Linked DNA regions of Mus musculus: region 1 is linked to region 2. The links are chromatin contacts, called in public promoter capture Hi-C maps. All regions are on one chromosome and are shown on one strand. Each heading gives the region's core, a stretch centred on a gene start, on an enhancer-like site or on the middle of the called end of the contact. The rest is flanking DNA. Distances are from core to core; before and after follow the strand shown.

Region 1 (3,572 bases), core at 345-2,844, 240 kb before region 2:
GGTCATCTTTGGCAACCTAGTGAGTTTCAGGCCAGCCTGAGATATGTAAGACTCTATCTCAATTTTTAAAATTTTATTATTACTCTATTTACATTACAATAATAATAAGCCCAATATGAAAAATCATTAAATTTCTATACCCTCAAGCTGCATGGAGGAGGGGTAGAGGAAGGAGAAGTTAATTATTTTTAACAAAACTTGCAGGACTTCATATCAACAACTACCAACCTGGAAAATTCATTACCTCAGAACACCAAACACTGTCCCTTGTGTGGCTCTGTCCCTTTCTCCTTACCACATCCAAATTCAGAGTGACTCACAGGAGCCTAGAATTGAGACATATATACAAATTTAAGGGAAAGGGAGAATTACAAGGTCTGAGTAGCTCCTTTGGGGAGACTAAGAATAGGCCCCTCAGAACATAAGAGAAGAGCCTCCTCTTTACTTACTCCAGTGTAGGTGGTCTGTGGGATTCCCAGTCACTCCTTTGATGACATCAATTTCGTTTTCTTTCTTTGTCACAAAACCTCTCCTCTTTCGAAAACTTCTCCTTGTTGAAGGGGCAGGGACTTACTTCAAAACAAAACAAAACAAAACAAAACAAAACAAAAGTGAGGATCGAGTGGCTTTTTCTGCTAGGTTTGGACTGTGACACTGTACAGATCTCTTTCCTGTTCTTGCACAGAGAGAGGAGATAAGAAAATCTGGTTATTTGAAAAGAAAGGAATAGTCTTTCTTCTTCAGAAAGGATAGAGCTGAGGATATGTAATAAATGCTCTAGTTTCTGACCCATTTCCTTTGAGAAATGAAGTGACTTTGTAGGAAAAAGGAAAGGCACTTGGACAAGATGTCAAATAATAGGAAGTAGAAGCAGTCTCAAACGGCTAAAGGGAATTTGAGAGGAATGGTCATTAACTTACAGAGGACTTGATGAGTAGTTTTAAAAATTGCATTTTACCGGGTGTAGGGGCACACACCTTTAAAACATTAAAACCTCTGAGAGCTGCAGGCTCAGGCAGATCTCTTAAATTCAAGGCTATCCTGGTCTACACATCAAGTTCTAAGCCCGACTGGGCAATACAGTGAGACCCTGTCGAGATATATATTTGGGGCAGGGGATTTGTGGAGGTCAGAGGACAACTTGGAGGAGTTGGTAGGCTGTTTTCACCACATGGGGTCCCTTGGATTGCTCAGTGGCCCTTAGTAGTATCTCTATGCTAAAGACGTATCCCCGACCTCCAGAAGCTGCCAAGATACAAAGAACATTTTGTACCAACTTGAAAGAGTAAATCCTAAAAGTGATTAATAATAGATAATGAGATCTCAGTGTTAGGCGAGGCCATACATGATCATTATTGTTAGAATAAACAGAAACTATGAAATCCAGAAATTGCAGATATGAGCCACTGATAGTAATTCTTCAGCATCACAAAATACGACACATTCAGAGAATTTAATTCACAGATTCTAAAACCAAATCCCAAAAATAGGAGTTAAAGAAAATCAGACTCTAAGTGACTGCTTCCGGAACTTGTGTGATAGGCTCTACGTTGCCAGTCGGAGACTGTTTACGTGACACCCTCTCAGCCTTCTAGTTCTCCTCTGGCCGCCTGGGTGCCATGGCAACAGAGACAGGCTGTAACCTGGGTTCCGGAAGAAGAAAGCTGGAGCGTGGAAACTACCCGGTCAAAGGATGCTGAGTCCCGAGCGCCTAGCTCTACCGGACTACGAGTATCTGGGTAGGGGCTTTTTTCAGCGTCGGGAAAAGAAAGGAGTAATGTGTTAGGGGAAGGAGTGGGTAGGAGACAGGGGCGGAGCCTGAACGGTAGCGGGTCTGGATGGGACGGGAGGACAGAAAGAAGGGGTTCTAGGGCCTGAGCCTGAATGTAGGGCCAAACCTGGATGAAAAATAACATTTATGGAGTAAAGAATGGCTGAATTATATGGACTGGCTCTCAGGCAATGAGGACTGCATTCTAAGTAACACAATTAAGAATCTGAGGCCCCAAACAAGGCTATTATTGATAGGTTTGTATTGACGCAAACTTGGCATCTGAAATGACTTCAGTCATTTTGTAAATAATAATTTTGCCTTCATAGTGCACGGTTATTTCGAGCTTTTCATTTTCATTAGGCATTCTGCACGAGGTAAGCATTTTGCATGCAGCATTATCATAGAAGGGATTGCTGTGTTTGCTACTTTACAGATGGAGACACTAAGGCTAAAGAGACAATTGCATAAGACCTCATACAGTTAGTATTAGGATCAGATTTTCCCCTTGCAGAACTTGACCTTACCCTTGAGCTAAGGCTGTGTGGTACTAAGTACTGTACTTTGCTAAGCACCCTGCAGTGAGTGTGTAACACATTTACTGTATACGTTTGTGTATACACTTATTTTTTTAAAACATTTTTTATGATATTTATTTTTTATTTATATAAGTACACTGCAGCTGTCTTCAGACACACATTAGAAGAGTGCATTGGATCCCATTACAGTTGGTTGTGAGCCACCATGTGGTTGCTAGAAATTGAACTCAGGACCTGTGGCAGAGCAGTCAGTGCTCTTAACCGCTGAGCCATCTCTCCAGACCTTGTGTATACACTTATATGCACACATACACATTTAAAAGTTCATAGCTTAAACATTTAGAGTAGTTTTAAACTTAAAGAGGACTGAGCTGATAGTAGAGTTTTTTCCCTCTGTATCTTCTATTTAGCTTCTATTATTAATTTCTTGTGTTAGTGTGGTACATTTCTTGCAACTGAATATTAGCTCAGTGTGATTACCAACAGCCTATAGTTTATATTAGGGTCCACTCTTTGTATTGTACAGTTTTCTGGACTTGGACAAATTCATATTCTCATATATCCACATTAAGATGTAAAACAATCTTTTCATGGTTAAAACTCCTCTGTGCATCCCCCATTCATTCACCCCTCTCCTTGCTCCTTTCCTTTCCATGACTGATCTTATTGACTTCTAAAGTTTTGCCCCTTTGAGAATAATGGGAATCATTCAGTGTATAAGCTCTTCAGATGGCCTCTTTCGTGTTTCAGTAGGTGTTTAGGTTCCCCCTTGTCGTTTTGTGTCTTGATACTCATTTCTTTACATGGATGAATAACATTTTATTATATGAATGTACCATACACATTTTAAAATAAAATACAACTCTGTATACATATTTTGTTTATGTTTTGAGAATTGATCTCACTATGTAGCCTTGGTTGGCCTTGAACTCACAGAGATCCTCCTGCCTCTGTCTACCCAGTGTTGGACTCAAAGGAGTGAGTTTCCAGACCTGGCAGATGGTTAAAATTTCTTGATCATTTGAAAAGTTGATTCAAAATTGTTTTTTAAATAAAAAGATATTTATCTTGGGGGATGGAGAGATAGCTTAGCAGTTAAGAGCTCTTGCTACTTTTCCAGAGGAACTGAGTTTGGGCTGTAGCACCTACCTACCTACCTGTGACTCCAGCTTCAGAGGACCCAAGGGCCTCTTCTAACCTCTGCATGTGTGTGTGTACACACACACACACACACACACACACACACACACACTGAGGAGGGA
Region 2 (3,879 bases), core at 763-3,262:
AAGGGAGGAAGAAAATAGGGAAGCGAAGGGCAAGCTCAGGGTAGAGCTAGGTCTTTAGGGAACAGTAATCTAGAGGATTGAGACAACTGTGGCTGCAAGCAGTAACCATGGAACAGCTATCTCCACTGGGGTAAGCAGAGAACCTCAGGAGCTAGCACATTTGCCAGTCTTCACTGCCCCTCCCCCGATTTAGCTTGGCTCTGTTCAGCTTATTAGACTGCTCTAATATAAGCTCTATTATAGAGATCATAACTCTATGGTATACCATCATAGGAAAAACATTACCACAGTGCTTGGCCCTCAGGTGACAATAAATGTCTTGGACAAAATGCCTATTTATTGTTTCAGAGTCAGAAAGTACTTTATCAGACCCTTCCTCATGTCTAAGTTGGACCCCTGGTCAGTTTTGTCTTTTCCCAGACAAGCAGAGACACTTCAGACTCCAGAGCCGTATTCTAGACAGCTCTTAGATGTCTTGTCCAGGGACCAAAAGTTCAAGAGGGAACCTTGACTGCCCAGGCTCATCCTTAGATTCTCTGCAGTCAGAATATAATCCAAAGATCCCAGTCCTTTTGCCAATCAAACTCCCAACCTTACCTCTTGCCTGTGGTAAGAGGTGTTCAGAAAGCCATGGTAGCGTTGCCGCAGGGCCTGGCCCAGCTCCCAGTGCTGTAGCATCCCTTCCTGTGGGCAAACCTGAGAGTTAAAGTCCAAAGAGGAGCTGGGCATGGTGGCCTTTAATCCCAGCAGTCACTCTCTGAGTTCAAGGCCAGCCTGGTCTACAAAGTGAGTCCAGAACAGCCAGGGCTCTGTTACACAAGGAAACCCTGTCTTAAACCTCCCCCAAATCCCCAACCCCTGGGGAAAAAAAAAAAAAAAGTCCAAAGAGAGGGGATTAGCCACAAGTCCTATGTATGGCATTTAGGCATTCTTCCCTTGGCAAGAGGTGAATTTGATTCCAGAAGTGGCCAGTTGTAATGATACTGTCCCCTGCACAGAGTTGTTAAGAAATCTGGTCATAGCCAGAGATGTAGCTCACTGTGCTTAGCATAGACAAGGTTCTGGGTTTAATTTCCAAAACCACAAAAACAAAACAACAAAATAGACATCTGGTCCATCAGAACCCATGTGGGAAGCTAGTAGTTTAAGGAGCCCCAGTTTCTGTGCTCCAGATGTGATTCATTCCGTAGCATATCCCGAGACCTTGCAGGTTGGCTTTTGACCCACCTTGGTTAGCTGACCAAATCCCTGGGGCCATTTCTCTTCCTGATAGGGGTCCTTGGGATATGTCTTCACTGGTGACCGATCTCCATGTCGATACAGCTGAGCAAAGAAAATGGTGTGTCTATAGAATCAGAAGGGTCTTCTAGTTAAGGACAGGACCCACCTCTGCACATGCCAGGAAAGGAAATTTCACTCCATCTTTCTCTACTGAGCGATGAAAAAAGACCCCAGTTCGGGCGATGCAATGTAACCTGAGATAATAGGTAAAGCCCCAAAGCACAGGTAGAAGAGTAGTGAAAGCAACGCCTTCTGGGGGAGGAAGTGGGCAATGGGACTGGGAAAACAAAGATCAAAGTCGTCTTTATGGGTGACTTTCAACCTTTTAACTAAATTCCCATCCTAGGGAAGAATATCTCCTACTCGGTCGTCCTGCCCTAAAAAAAAAAAAAAAAAAAATAGCCTAGGGCTCCAAATCAATTCTTAATCCAGCCGCACAACCCACTATGGGCCAGCGGTTTCCTAAACCGGTTCTTTCTCCTCCTTGAGAAGTGAGACCCCGGCCCCAGAACACAAGCTCTGCCCCTCCCTCTACCAGCCGGCCTTTGCCCTTTCAGCTTTGGCGAACCCGTTGGTGACTCCGTCACCCATTACCAAGGTAACAAAGCGTAGACTCCGGGCCTGTATGGGTGGCATCACCGTTAGGCACATGCCAAGAAGGAACTGGAGAAGAGCCGCCTGGCTCCAACCAGTCTGTCTGCCGGCCATCACTGTTGTAGGCTGTGTAGCAAGAGGCCGGAACGCCTTGGGCGGTACCTGCTGCAGCCGCCCGGATGCATTCGTAAGGACACTTGCCGGAAGTGCAGCCTTCGCCATCTTTCTTTGGGTTGCGGGAGACCGGGAATGAGAAAGTCTGGTGGGAGAAGGCGGAATTTGGGAGGGAATGCAAATGGAGAAGGTTTGCGATTGGCGGTGATGAACGAGGGTGGGACTGTTGCGCGACCTTCCGGGCAGAAAAGGCTTAAACACCTCGCTTTTGTAGAGGCGCTAGGTCAGGCTTACCCCTTCTTCTACAAAGCTGGTGCTTGCCCTGGTTGGGGTCTGGGCCTGGAGAGCGAGTGCCTGCTTTGAGGAATGCTTCTGAAAATGATCCCAGAGCCTCGGCTGGTGCAAAACTGGGGCAAGGTGTGGGGAAGTACAGAGCCTAACTTTCTGCTCTTGGGTGTGTAGTTTAGTGTAAGCCTTGGCTTAGACACTGTTCCGATAAGCGGGCTTGTTTGAGATGTAGGGTACTGCATGTAACCAGCCCTTTGGACTCCCTGTGTCCTTGAGGTAGATCCAGTCTAGTCTGCCATTCATGTCCTGAACAAACCTTCGTACTCCCCAGTTTTTTTCAGCTCTTTTCTTGTGCTTACCGATTTCTAAATTAAATTAGACTCAAACGTCATGTTTGAGGAGGAGTTGGATTGCATAGGATGTTCCGATTTCCCAAACCCACTACATTGAATTCTTATGGGAGGAATCTCAGAAAACTACATCAGTTTTGATGCAGGCATATAACTGGAATTGCCACAGAATCAGAGTTCCTCCAGACATTAGCCTTTAGGATTTGGAGGCAGGCAGCCAGTTGGGTGTCTGGATGTTGTGATTCCAAACCTTAGAGTGACACACAGTTGCAGATGAGATCTTGGGCCCTTGATATGCTTTAATGCAAATCTGATCAGAATTGATACTGTCCCAGGACTCCAAATAAAATTATGTACCTTACTGCCTAAACTTTACTTTCGATGTCACCTTGAGAAAGACTTGGGGAGAATAAGAAGGCTTCAAAACTAAATAGTTTTAAACTTAAAAACAAACAAATCTATGTGGTGCATGCCTTTACTTCCAGCACTTGGAGAGGGGGGTAGATGTCTGAGTTGTATGTAGGCCAGCCTGGTCTATAGAGCAAGTTCCAGGACAGCCAGCGATACATGGAGAAATACTGTCTGGAAAAAACAATGATGAAACAAAATATTTTCTATGTATGGGTGTTTTGCTTGCATGTATATCTGTGAACCATGTATATACAGTGTCCTTGGAGGCAAAAAGGCAGCATAGGATCCCCTGTAGACTTTAAGCAGCTGTGTGGGTGCTGGGAATAGAACCTGAGCCCTCCTCTGAAGGAGTTGCCAATACTTCTAGCTGCTTAGCCTGCAGCCTCAGTTCTTTTTTTTTTTTTCTTTCTTTTAGATTTACTTATTATTATAAGTACACTGTAGCTGTCTTCAGACACACCAGAAGAGGGCGTCAGATCTCATTATGGGTGGTTGTGAGCCACCATGTGATTGCTGGGATTTGAACTCAAGACCTTCGGAAGAGCAGTCAGTGCTCTTACCCACTGAGCCATTTCACCAGCCCCTCAGCCTCAGTTCTTAATTTTCTTTTCTCTTTTCTCTCTTATTATTTTGATTTTTGAGACAGGGTTGCTCTGTGTAGCTCTGGCTGTCTTGGAACTCTGTGGACCAGGCTGGGTGTTGGGATTAAAGGCATGCACCACCTTGCCTGGCTATTTCTTAACTGTTTAAATCACAGGTTTCCTATAAATCACATGAAAAATTAGCCCTCTCTCCAAAAAAAATGTGTCTACACATGAACACAGAATATAGTTTTGCATAT

The links. Promoter capture Hi-C pulls out the DNA fragments that hold promoters and counts their contacts.
Region 1: a promoter capture Hi-C map of neural stem cells shows a contact between it and region 2. The contact joins the promoter of 1110051M20Rik here to the promoter of Acp2 in region 2. A contact is called at or near these places in 10 of 39 promoter capture datasets (cranial neural crest, embryonic stem cells, hematopoietic stem and progenitor cells and 3 more), 2 of 484 Hi-C or Micro-C datasets (CD4 T cells and embryonic stem cells), 7 of 115 datasets of contacts at active chromatin or transcription factors (the 230-238 cell line, bone marrow-derived macrophages and embryonic stem cells) and 3 of 9 other capture datasets (adipose tissue, macrophages and pancreatic islet).

Annotation. Positions count from the first base shown.
Region 1 is chr2:91,442,736-91,446,307 of GRCm38.p6, reverse strand. 1110051M20Rik (RIKEN cDNA 1110051M20 gene) reads left to right here and starts at 1,594. Exons shown (of 9, transcript NM_175123.5): 1 at 1,594-1,739. The coding sequence starts at 1,694.
Region 2 is chr2:91,201,045-91,204,923 of GRCm38.p6, reverse strand. Acp2 (acid phosphatase 2, lysosomal) reads right to left here and starts at 2,012. Exons shown (of 11, transcript NM_007387.2): 1 at 1,876-2,012; 2 at 1,228-1,323; 3 at 598-684. The coding sequence starts at 1,989. It also overlaps a transcript of Nr1h3 not described here.